Regions from separate parts of the Mus musculus genome. Here region 1 is linked to region 2. A link is a contact called in public promoter capture Hi-C data. All regions are on one chromosome and are shown on one strand. The core of a region is the stretch at or near the end of the contact, and the rest is flanking DNA. Distances in the headings are between cores, read along the strand shown.

The links. Promoter capture Hi-C pulls out the DNA fragments that hold promoters and counts their contacts.
Region 1: a promoter capture Hi-C map of stem cell-derived epiblast-like cells shows a contact between it and region 2, with 17 times the contacts expected there. The contact joins the promoter of Cyp4f18 here to the enhancer-like site in region 2. A contact is called at or near these places in 6 of 39 promoter capture datasets (hematopoietic stem and progenitor cells, hippocampal neurons, liver and 2 more), 12 of 115 datasets of contacts at active chromatin or transcription factors (the 230-238 cell line, acute myeloid leukemia, astrocytes and 6 more) and 4 of 9 other capture datasets (adipose tissue, embryonic stem cells, liver and 1 more).

What each region holds. Positions count from the first base shown.
Region 1 is chr8:72,005,719-72,011,854 of GRCm38.p6, reverse strand. It overlaps Cyp4f18 (cytochrome P450, family 4, subfamily f, polypeptide 18), which reads left to right and starts at 2,229. Exons shown (of 13, transcript NM_024444.2): 1 at 2,229-2,276; 2 at 2,613-2,811. The coding sequence starts at 2,614. It overlaps Gm51535 (a long non-coding RNA gene), which reads right to left. Exons shown (of 3, transcript XR_003947403.1): 1 at 3,204-6,136; 2 at 2,077-2,171; 3 at 1-1,847.
Region 2 is chr8:71,126,786-71,132,553 of GRCm38.p6, reverse strand. It overlaps a transcript of Gm7827 not described here. Among named protein-coding and RNA genes, the nearest start is that of Gm7827, 11 kb to the left of the region's middle. Within about 2 kb of position 1,628, at least 6 of the 459 cell types and tissues checked have an H3K27ac peak or open chromatin away from gene starts, as enhancers often do. A contact at or near this core is called in stem cell-derived epiblast-like cells, where this site is marked.

The sequences.
Region 1 (6,136 bases), core at 980-3,479, 880 kb before region 2:
TAGCACCAGTTTCCAGGTTACCCCCAACAAATATACACCTCCAGATTACAACTGGAGGTTCATTTCACTTCCTAACAATTACCACTCAGGAGGAAAACAAAATGTATGGTTTGGTTCCCAATAGCAGCCAATTGTTTTAAAGGCCATAATTGTCTCCTCATCAGATGTGTACCCCTTTCTTGCCTCTATAAATGCTTGCCTGAAACTGGGATAGAGGTTTTCCTCCCATTCTCCTGCATCAGAGACAGTGGTATGGCCCAAGCTCAAACTTTAATAAAGAAATCCTAACGCGATTGCATTGGATATGGCTCCTTGGTGGTCTTTTGGGGGTTCACGAACATTTCCTGGCATAATACAACAACCCCAACAATGGGCAACTGTGAATGGGAAGTCCAAGAGTCTAGTAGTTGCTCAGTCCCACAAGGCTATGTGTGTAGGCCGGTCTTCTGTATAGGCTGGACTCCTGAAGAAGTAGGTTCCAGCAGATGCGCTGGCAAGTAAGTGCAGGCAGGCAAAGAAAAAGGAACCCTTACTTTTTCCCATTGTCCTTATGCAGGCCTCCTGAAGAAGGTATGTCTCAGATTAAAGGTGTGTACCACGATGCCTGGACCTAAGCTGTTCTTTACTTGGGACTTGCTCTGTCCCAGAATGGCCTTGAACTCAGAGATCTGCTTGCCTCTGTCTCCTGGGTTTAAAGGCATGTGCCACTTTGCCTGGGCCTACACTTTTCATGGCCACTATGTCTCAAGATTTGGATCATAGATGTACCCTCCATTTCTGGATTGTAGTTCCAGATATAGTCAAGTTGACAACCAGAAATAGCCATCACAGACCCCCAGAAGTGGAACTGTTTGAAAGTATTGTCATCATTAGGGAGTTTGTCCTTGTTGGAGGAAGTCTGTCACGGAGGCTTTGAGGTTTCAAAAGCCCATGCTAGGTCCATTCTCTCTCTGCTTGCCTATCTGTGGGCCAGGATGTAAAGCTCTCAGCTATTGCTCCACTGCTATGTGTGCTGCCATGTTTCCACCATGATGACAATGGACTGAACCTCTGAAACTGTAAGCCAGCCCCAATTAAATGATTTCTTTTCTAAGAATTGTCTTGGCCATGGTGTCTCTTCACAGCAATAGAACAGTGACTAAGATATGAATCACCATGATTTTTATTTTAAATTGTGTGTATGTATGTTCGTGTCTTTGTGTGGATATGTACATGTGAGTGTGGGTACTCAAGGAGGCCAGAAGAGAGTTGGAATGATGGTGGAGGCTTTCACTGTAGCCCAAGTGGGCCTTGAACTACATTCTTTTCTCAGCCTCTCAAGTGTTTGGATGACAGGCATAGGACACTGTGACTCTATTGAGGGCTCTAGCCACCTGACATCCTGGCTGTCTGGCTGGAGGAGGCACTGAGGATGTAGAGGGAGTTATCTCTTACTCATCTTCTTTCTCAGCAGCTGTATTTGGAGCCAGCTCTTCAATACCTACAGAGCAATCTCAGGAGGCCAGGAAGTGAATAGGCAGTCTGCTGGGAAGAGTATACTGGGTATAGGAGGAAAAACAGATGGCCATTAACAATGTTTCAGGGTGCTTCTGGTATGGAACCACCTCATGCCTTGAGATCCCAGCACTGTCAATGCCCCTCTCTTGAGAGGGAACTGTTCTCAGTAGGGTGAGACAACATTGTAGAGGGAAAAAGCTTTGGGCTTTAGGGTCTGACAAACCTAAGATTGTTTTGGGCTGTGCAACTTGGCTTAGATGCTTGCCCTCTCTGAGTTTCAGTTTGTTCTTCTGTTGACACTCGGGATTCTGGTCCAGACTGCTTACAGGCTGTGTGAGGATCCTGGGCACCTGAAGAAAGCAGACAGTTTATGTAGACTAGCCAGGGCACAGGAGGCATAATTTAGGGAGAGGAGCTACAGCACTTTCCTCACACTCTTACCAAGAGCAGAGTCCCACAGTGGTGACCAGCCTGTTTTCTCACACCCTCTTTTTGGTATTTTATCTTCATGAAACCATCCACCGCTTCCTCCAAAGTCCTTACACAAGGGGTGTGAAGTCCCGAGGACCTGGTACTCACTCTTTGTGACTCTGACAGTGCAGTCTTGCTCTGCTTCAAATTGGCTCCGCCCCCACATGATGGCCACCTATCCAGGCAGGGAGAGGCAGCTGGGCCTGCAAGGGATTGGCTGGTCTAGCCTAGACTTCTCTAGGTGCCCCTGGTCAGGAGTCAGAGAAGGGGAGAGACAGACCTGGGAAACACAGTGCTCCTGAGAGAAGGTACCAGACTAGGGCCATTGGGGCTGAGAGGTCCTAGGCTGGGGCAGGACAGGAAGTCAGAAGCAGATGTTGATTTCTGGCTAATAGTCCATGGTTTAGACTCTAATCAACCCCTTTCCTCCATCCTCTTTCATTTCCTCTCTCTCTATCTCCTTCTCTTCCCCTTTCTTCCCCTCTTCTCCCCTCCTTGCCTCCTCCCATAGATTGCCCTGGGTCTCCCTTCCTCCCCAGGCATTATCCCCAACTCTCTAATTCCCTATCCCTGTCCTTTGCCCTAGACCACACTGTCCCTCTTCCATGCCCCAGGATTTCATCCTGTGTGCATTTGCCCTGCAGGATGTCACAGCTGAGCATGTCCTGGATGGGCCTGGGCCACACAGCAGCCTCTCCATGGCTGTTGCTGTTGCTGGCTGGGGCCTCCTGCCTTCTGGCTTACATCCTTACACCGATTTATGGTGTTTTTGAGAACTCTCTTCGCCTCCGCTGTTTCCCACAGCCTCCCAAACGAAACTGGATCTTGGGACACCTAGGCCTGGTGAGTGTGGTAATAAGGTGGGTCTGGGGTTTCAGGGTAAAAGGAATTGTGAAGAGCCTTGAATAGAGCCCAGGGAGCTGGGCACAGAGGTGTGCTGGACTAGAACAGCAGAATTCAAAGTGCAATCATTTACAGATGCACTGTCCTGAGCCTTTCCCACACGGAGTCTTCTCTGAGTACTTCTCCAGCCTGTTTTCTCTGCAGATGTGGGCATGCTGCAGGGCTTCCAGCAAGGCTTACTCCAACAGAGTAAGGACCTTGGTGTTCCCAGGTTCTGTTGTGCTAGACTTGAGGTCTCCTGAGGGGAGACCAGAGCCAATCTCCACTATACCATTTGTTTTCAGCTCATCTCTGGCTTCCCACTGGTCACAGAAATGACCTACAATCCTTACCCAGACACACCCAGGGGCATAGACGGTCCAGGGGAGCTCTGAGGGCTGATTTCCTAACTCCCCATTCTTCAGCGTCTTCCTCTTATGTCTGGCTTCTCCACTGAGATGTACCAGTGAGTTATGTTGCTCAATCTAGATATGATCTAGCCTCTCACTTCCTCTTTTGGAAGCCTTCTCAGAACCCATCCTCCACAGCACACTTTGAGCATAGACTTCCATCTGGTTTTCCCTCTGTGTGATTTGGAGACATTTGCTTTCTTTTAAGTGGCACAGTGCCAGGTGTACAGAGGGCCATAGAGATTCTGCCAGAGCCTGATGTCAGCAGAGGACAAGTGAGAGTGGTCACCCTGATGGAGACTTAGAGGTCACCTTTGCTGCCTTGGGGTCTGCCAAGGCCAAGTTCCGCAGATGTGGTTGTCCTCCCTCACAGGAAGAACCAGAGACCACATGGTGTCTTGTTAACTCTCCTGGGAGATGTGAACAAGTCTATTTATCCCAGGTGGGCACCAAAACAGCATGTCCATCCGTGTTCAGCTTGCTGAGAACTATGGGCTTCTTAAGAGTTTTTATTTTTTTTCAGAGAACAGGTGAGGGGCTATTAATGGGATCATGGGTAACCTCAAATGGCTGTATCATTGTAAGGTCCCACCCATCATGGGTGATAGCCTTATGGAAGCTGCACCACGAAGTCCTGATTTAAAACCTCTTTTCGTATATACTGAAGTATATCCCAAGATCATATTTTACTGGGGTAGAGAGTCATAGCTGGAGTCCCAGGAGAAGATCTCCGGACCTTCCTTCAGGAGTTCTGACAGCTCTGACAGCATCCCCTTTGATTTGGCTACTACTCTTATGGGCAGCTATAGTTGCCATGACTACCAGGAGAAGTTGAAAATGACACCACTTTAGGCTTAGAGGGGAAAATGCCATATAAAAATAGACACGAATGCTGGGACTGCTCCCAGGATGAGAAAATCCACATTCCAAAGTCAAGGTGCACATCACGGTGTCGAGTGACTTTTCTTGGGGAGACACATCTGGGATAAGGCACCCAGGACAGGGTAATGAAACAACTTCACTCAATCTTTCTTGATGAGCTATGGTGTTTGTTGGGGTTCCACACAGGAGGTGATTCAGGCAGTTGCACCACTAAAAAGTCAACCCCAGCATGGGGTGACAACTCATGAAAGCAATATATCCCTATAGCTTCCTACTCAACATGCAGGCAGCTCCACCAAAGAGTGTTCTCCTTCCCCCAATCCTGCAACTGTTTACTAATGATATCCCTTAGGGAGTGTGCTTGTTAGTCTTATTAATTTAGTAGGCTTCCTGAGTCTTGTGACCTTCCCTTCTGAAAGAGGGAGTGTTCCAAGCTGAAGGAAACAAGTCCACAGCAAGTGGTCTGAGTATTGTGAGAGACTTTTTCCTGGGAGACACCACACAGTCTGCTAAGTCCAGATGAGGAAAATAGGTGAGATTCAAGTGATCATTCTTACCAACATCCACCTTGGGGAATTGGTGAGTTTATTGGAGTTAGTGACAGATATGGATGAGGGTTATGGAAGCAGGGAGGACCCAAAAGCAGGATGGTGACACAGGACCTCCCTGCATGATTGTGGGCAGCTCGCAGGTTAGAGAGTGCTCTCCAGGTGCCAGGCTGGCCAGTATCTACCACAGCAGTGTTTCCTGCTTCTGTAACCTGGAAAGGGCTTTGGAAGTCTTGACCTTCTCCACCTTCTCAGACTCCTACACCCCAACTTTCCAGAGGGAATGTTTTGATTTAGAGAAAATTATTGCTGTACAATTAAACAACATATACTAAACCTGCCTCTGGCAAGTGCCCTGCTGGTGACACTATTTTGGAGGTTCTGGAAACTTCAGGAGGTGGAGTGTAGTTGGAAGACATAGACCATTAGGGACAGATCATTGGTGGGGGGGGAATCTTGTCCACTGTTCCTTTTTTTGTTTTAATCTCTTTTTGCTTCTGTCCATGCAAGGTAAAGAACCCCTTACCATAGGCTCCTCTCACCATGATGCAAAATATCAGGTGGATGGGGATGAGCCGTCATGGATTCAGAGCATTTGCTCTGAATCTGCGAGCAAAATAAGTCTTTCTTCCTTTCAGTTGCTCTCTCAGGTGCTCTGCACACAGGTTCATAAAAATAACCAACAAAGAACTTAATGGGTAATTATGGAGGAGATCAAAAGTCCAGGATCTGATGAGATAGTGATTGACTTCACTAGTGAGGTAATATCTGTACCCATGAGGTAAGGACTGTGCACATGAAGTAATGACTGTGTTCATGAGGTAATAACTGTGTCTATGAAGTAATGTCTATATTTATGCGGTAATGACTGTGCTCATGAAGTAATAACTGTCCGTGAAGTAATGTCTATATGCATGAGGTAATGTCAGTGCCCATGAGGTAAATGACTGTGCCTATGAATTAATGACTGTGGTCATGACATAATGGTTGTATTCATGCAGTACTATCTGTGCTCATGAGGTAATGACTATATCTATGAGGCAGTGACTTTGCCTATGAGATAATGACTGGGCCCATGGGGTAATGACTGTATCCATGAAGTAATGTCTGTGCTCATGAGTCATAGATGGGAAAGAAAAACAAAACATTGTGCTGATAGTTGGAGTACAGGTCATTGGTTTTGTGGCATTTTACTCCAAATTGCAACATTACTTCAAAATTGAAACGTTTGCTCCAGAAAGGAAAGGGAGGCTCAAGAGCCTTAGGAAGTAAACAAAAGGTCACATAATCAGAAGGAATAGAAACTTGGAAGTTTCTTGAAGACCTTAACAGAACAGTATAAATAGGGGGTAAACATTTGCTGGGTGGAGACTCTGACCAGCCAAACTGTGCAAAGAAAGATATTTGGATTGTGGGCTTGCCTGCAAGCGTTATAGAGAATTCCAG
Region 2 (5,768 bases), core at 379-2,878:
TTATAGAGTGTATGAAACTTGACTGAGAAGAGGAACATAAAGATATAAGAATAGGAAGATCTGGGGAGATAGTAAAATCTATATTCTACACTATAGCTATCTAAATTATGTGTGGGAAAGAAATGGACTGATAGAACGAAAAACTACAGTTGGACAATTCAGTGTTTTTAAAGAAAACATTCAATGAGCAAAAGAATATCTTGAAACTATAATTTATAATTTATTCTTGTATTATCTATATGAAGCTCCAACTTAAAGAATAATTAGCCCCTTAGAACTACAAAATGATCAAGAAGCAAGGGGACTACAGAAAATCTACAGTTGTGTGATTGGTTCCCCTTCATAACCTAGTGCAGAATAAGAATAGGAAATAAGAATAAAGGGCAGGGGTGGTTGGTAAAACTCAATTGGTAAAATACTTGCCCTGAAAACCTGAGTGAAGATGTGGGGATAAGGGGATCCCCAAAGCTTACTTGCCTGCAAGTCTGAGAGTCAGTGTGCTTCAAGAGAGTAAATCAAACACACCAGGGATTTGGGTGAGTGAACATGTCTTTAAAACTGAGGGACCACTGGGTGGAACACACAGGGAGGCTTGATGGCCTGAGTTCTGTCCCCAGAACCCATAATGTGGCAGAAGAGAACTGTCAAGCAGCAAGTCCTCTGACCACCACACACTAGGCTCCGCATGTGTGGGACACGGGAAAATGAGAGGATGACAGTGTCAGTCTCTGTCCTTCACAGGTGTATCAATGCATACACCACATGTGCACAAGGTGAGTATGGGGGAGCAGGGTCACGGTGACAGTTCAAAATGTCTTTGTTTGGTCCATTAGCCAACACAGGAGATATTGAACTAATAATTCTTGGTGATGTCTTTGCATTAAAGTTGACAATAGATCTTATGATAAATTTTTCCGTATTATATATAACATAGTATAATTAACATGAATATTATGGAGAGATGGCTTAGCAGTTAAGAGCTCTAGTTTTGTTTGTAGTGCACTCAGTTTTGAGTGCTAGCACCACATGGCAGCTCACAACTGTCCATAACTCCTGTTCCAGGGCATTTCTCACTCAATTCTAGCATACAGTGCATAGAAAACAAACAGCAGCAAAATACTCCTCTATATAAAGCTACAAAAGTTAAGCATATACAATGAAGTAAAATGTATGTAGTTTCTTTAACTAAGTCATGTTAAAATATCCAATACAGTTCTTCAAAAGAGACAATGGGAAAGTATTTATAAACTAACTGAATTTTTTGTTTTGTTTTCCTTATAGAAGGCCTGGGAGCTGATGTCTTAAAGTACGTATGTCTAGGTGCCCAGGACCCTAAAGCAGGTAAATGATCCAGTGAGGCTCAGTAAAAAAGAGCCTAAGTATAACCTCTCCCCTCTCAGAATGCATTCCATAAAGTACAGTGTGCCCATGCTACACTCAACAGACCCAAGAAGGCTGGATAGGAAGAAGGGCACAAGAAAGGATGTTTGATTCTATTGAATGGTCATGGGATGCAGATGGAGGGAGAGAACTGCATGAGAAAGGAGATAGGGATGGAGAGGTGGGTTCATTGTCTGGTGTGGGGAGGAGGGGGGTCCATGATAATGAATGGAAATCTGCAACTGACAGGGATGGTAAGGAGGGGGCAACTTTAGGAAGAGACGGAGACATAGGATAGGGGATTCACACAAGTATCACTGTGGGTGTGCTTAGCTGTGACTCAGCATTGGCGATATGGAGCCTGGGGAGGCTTCCTCTTCTGGCTAGGCAGGAACCCCAGTGGAGCAATAGTGACATTAACCCACCCACAAAACTTTTAACCCAAAACTTTTCCTGTCTAAAGAAATGCAGGAATAGGGGATGGAGTAGAGACTAAGGGAATGGCCAACCAAAACCCCACCAAACTTGAGACCCATCCCATGGGCAAGCAACAGTCCCTGACACTATTAATGATACCCTGTTATGCTCATAGACACATACTGGTACATACTTTCCTATGAGAGAATCCACCCAGCAATGACTTAAATAGATGTAGACACCCACAGCTAAACATTAGATGGAACTTGGAGACTCTTGTGGAAAAATAAGAAGGGTGGCAGTGCCTAAGGGGATAGGAACTTCACACGAAGAACAACAGAATCAACTAATGTGGGACCATGAAAGGCAGCCTAGTTTCTGATTGAGCTAGGTTAAAAACCCCAGAGACACAGCAGATAACTCTGCAAGGAACAGTAGGTGCTTTGCCACGCTCCTAGACAACAGGATCCTAGACACCTAGGAGGCCTCTCCTCAAGACCATTTTAATGAGGTTCCTAAAGGCCTGAAGAGCATAGCCAATTAAGCTCTCCTTCCCAGACACTACTCACTGCAAAAGGTATGTAACCTCAGGCCTGCCCTGAGAAAGAGAGTATAGTTTCACTCATCACAACAGTCCTCCATGACAATAAATGCTTTAAAACCATGGACTGTTAAAGATCTTTTCCCAATCTGTTGGTTGCCTTTTTATCTTACTGACAGTGTCCTTTGCCTTATAGAAGTTTTGCAATTTTATGAAGTCCCATTTGTCAATTCTTGATCTTACAGCACAAGCCATTGGTGTTCTGGCCATGAATATTCCCCCTGTGCCCATATCTTCGAGGCTCTTCCCCACTTTCTCCTCTATAAGTTTCAGTGTCTCTGGTTTTATGTGGAGTTCCTTGATCCAGTTAGACTTGAGCTTTGTAGAAGGAGATAAGAATGGATCAATTCACATTCTTCTACATGCTAACTGCCAGTTGAGCCAGCACCATTTGTTGAAAATGCTGTCTTTTTTCACTGGATGGTTTTAGCTCCTTTGTCAAAGATCAAGTGACCATAGGTGTGTGGGTTCATTTCTGGGTCTTCAGTTCTACTCCATTGGTCTGTCTGTTGATGTACCAGTACCATGCAGTTTTTATCACAATCGCTCTGTAGTAGGACTTAAGGTAGGAGATGGTGATTCCACCAGAGGTTCTTTTATTGTTTAGAATAGTTTTTGCTACCCTAGGTAGTTATTCCAGATGAATTTGCAAATTGCCCTTTCAAACTCTGTGAAGCGTTGAGTTGGAATTTTGATGGGGACTGCATTGAATCTGTAGATTGCTTTCGGCAAGATAGCCATTTTTACTATATTAATCCTTCCAATCCATGAGCATGGGAAATCTTTCCATCTTCTGAGATCTTCTTTGATTTCATTCTTCAGAGATTTGAAGTTCTTATACAGAGCTTTCATTTCCTTAGTTAGAGTCACAGCAGGGTATTTTATATTATTTGTGAGTATAGTAAAGGGTGTTGTTTCCCTAATTTCCTTCTTAGCCTGTTTATCCTTTGTATAGAGAAAGGCCACTGAGTTCTTTGAGTTAATATTGTTTTCAGATACTTCACTGAAATTGTTTATCAGGTTTAGGAGTTCTCTGGTGGAATTTTGGGGTGTCACTTATAAATACTATCATATCATCTACAAATAGTGATATTTTGACTTCTTCCTTTCCAATTTGTATTAGTGGATATTAGCTCAGAACCTCAGAATATCCAAAATACAATTTGCAAAACACATGAAGCTCAAGAAGAAGGAAGACCAAAGTGTGGATACTTTGATAATATATCCACTCCAGTAGTGTCTCGCTTGACAGGCCAAAAACCTGGAAGCAGTCCTGAGGCAAAGAGTTTCAAGGAAACTCAGCCTCCTGGAACCTTGGCATTCCCATAGCTAGAATGCCCCAGATTTGTCCCTGCAATATCGTGGAGGGTCTTGTATGTTTTCTTACAGTATTTTACTTTATAAGAGTTAGAAATCTCAGGGCAAGCTTAACAAAGTATACTTAGAATCTTCACTACAACCAGGTATAGCAGGCTACATTGCATATTAGATGCAAGTTGGTGAATTCTTCTGACAAATGGAGATTCCCTACAGATACTTAAAAGTACAGTCAAGTTACTTTCATATGCAAGAATTTACCAAGGCCTAGGGAATATGGGGGTTTGTGGTATTGCTTTATTCATGAGAAGGTCTACTATAGCAGAACCCCCTGGTGCTAGCTTTCACAAGGCTCAAAGGAGTAGCACAAATTGTGACTAGGGTGTGAAATCCTTACCTGTCATTAGCTGACCCTAGGCAGGGCTGTTTTATCTTTTCTATAAATATTACCTATATTATATATGTTCCCTTTGTGACATTACACTCAGATTCTACACACTCTCTCTTGTTGCTTCTGTTTGTCATTCATTGATTCCTTTGCATACTTGCCACCAGAGACCCAGTTCACATAGCCAGGAGACCCAAAGAAGGGATAGTCTGCTGCAATTTGGTCCTTCTTAGCTGGGGGAACAAAATACCCATGGAAGGAGTTACAGAGACAACGTTCAGAGCAGAGACTGAAGGAAGGACCATCCAGAGACTACCCTATATAGGGATCCATCTCATGAACAACCACCAAACACAGACCCTATTGCAGATGACAAGAGTTTGCTGATAGGAGCCTAACATAGGTGTTTCCTAGGAGGCTCTGCCAGTGCCTGACAAATACAGAAGTGAATGCTCATAGTCATTCATTGGATGGAACACAGGGTCCCCAATGAAGGAGCTAGAGAAAGTACCCAAGGAGCTAAAGGGGTCTGTAGCTATACTGGAAGAACAACAATATGAACTAACCAGTACCCCCAGAGCTCCCTGGGACTAAACCACCAATTAAAAAAAAACCCACATGGTGGGACTTGTGTCTCTAGCTGCATATGTAGAAGAGGATGCCCTAGTCACTCATCAATGGGAGGAGAGTCCCTTGGTCTTGGGAAGATTCTATGACCCAGTACAGGGGAATGCCAGGGTCAGGAAGTGGCAGTGGGTGGGTTGGGGAGCAGGGGGAGGGGATGATAGGGGATTTTCAGAGAGGAAACTAGGAAAGGGGAAAGCATTTGAAATGTAAATAAATAAAATATCTAATAAAAAATGGACTGCTTCTTCTCATCAGAATTCTCCATGGTGAACAACATAACAGGTCTTCCTCTAAAGAGCCAAGTCTAATCTCCTGCAGAAGGCCTCTCTGTGCTCCCAGCCACAGTTTCCATCAAGCCATGCTTCCTGCCAGGCAAGCCAAAGACTCTCCTCCCAGAGGGAGACCCAGCTGGAGCTCTCCTCCTCCCCCTTTTCCCTTTGGCTCTGGGTAAGATCCAGCCCTCAGGCCCCCACTCCAGTCTCAGCTCTTCTGAGGCATCCAGTGGCATCTGGAATGTCCAAGAGCCTGAGAACCTGTTGTCCTCGACTCTGCAGGCCAGAAACTCTGAGCCAACTGGCAGGTCTACAGGAAGTTCAGGCTGTGCTCCCCTAATCTTGGAGAAGGGTCCTAGGGCTTCTTGCAACCTGACGCCCTCCTGGCACCAGCATGCATTGCACACAGTCAAAACTGCTCACATCCCACCTCACCCAGGGGCCCAAGCCCTGAGCCAGATGTAGGCCACCCTTTATCCCACAAGCTAACATGAACCCTTTGGGCTCTCAGAGACTGAACCATCAACCAAAGAACATACACAGTTTGGCTCTAAGTTTACATGCACATAAGTAGCTTATGTGCAGCTTGGACTTCAGTCAAAAAAAAAAAAAAACCAACAACAAAAAAAAAAAAAACCTGGAGCAGGGGCTATCTCAAAGGTTGTCACCTGAATGCGGGATATGCTGTTCTAGCTGGACTGCCTTGACTGGACTCAGTAGGAGCGGAAGCACCTAGCCTCACAGAGATTTCATATTCCAGGGTTGA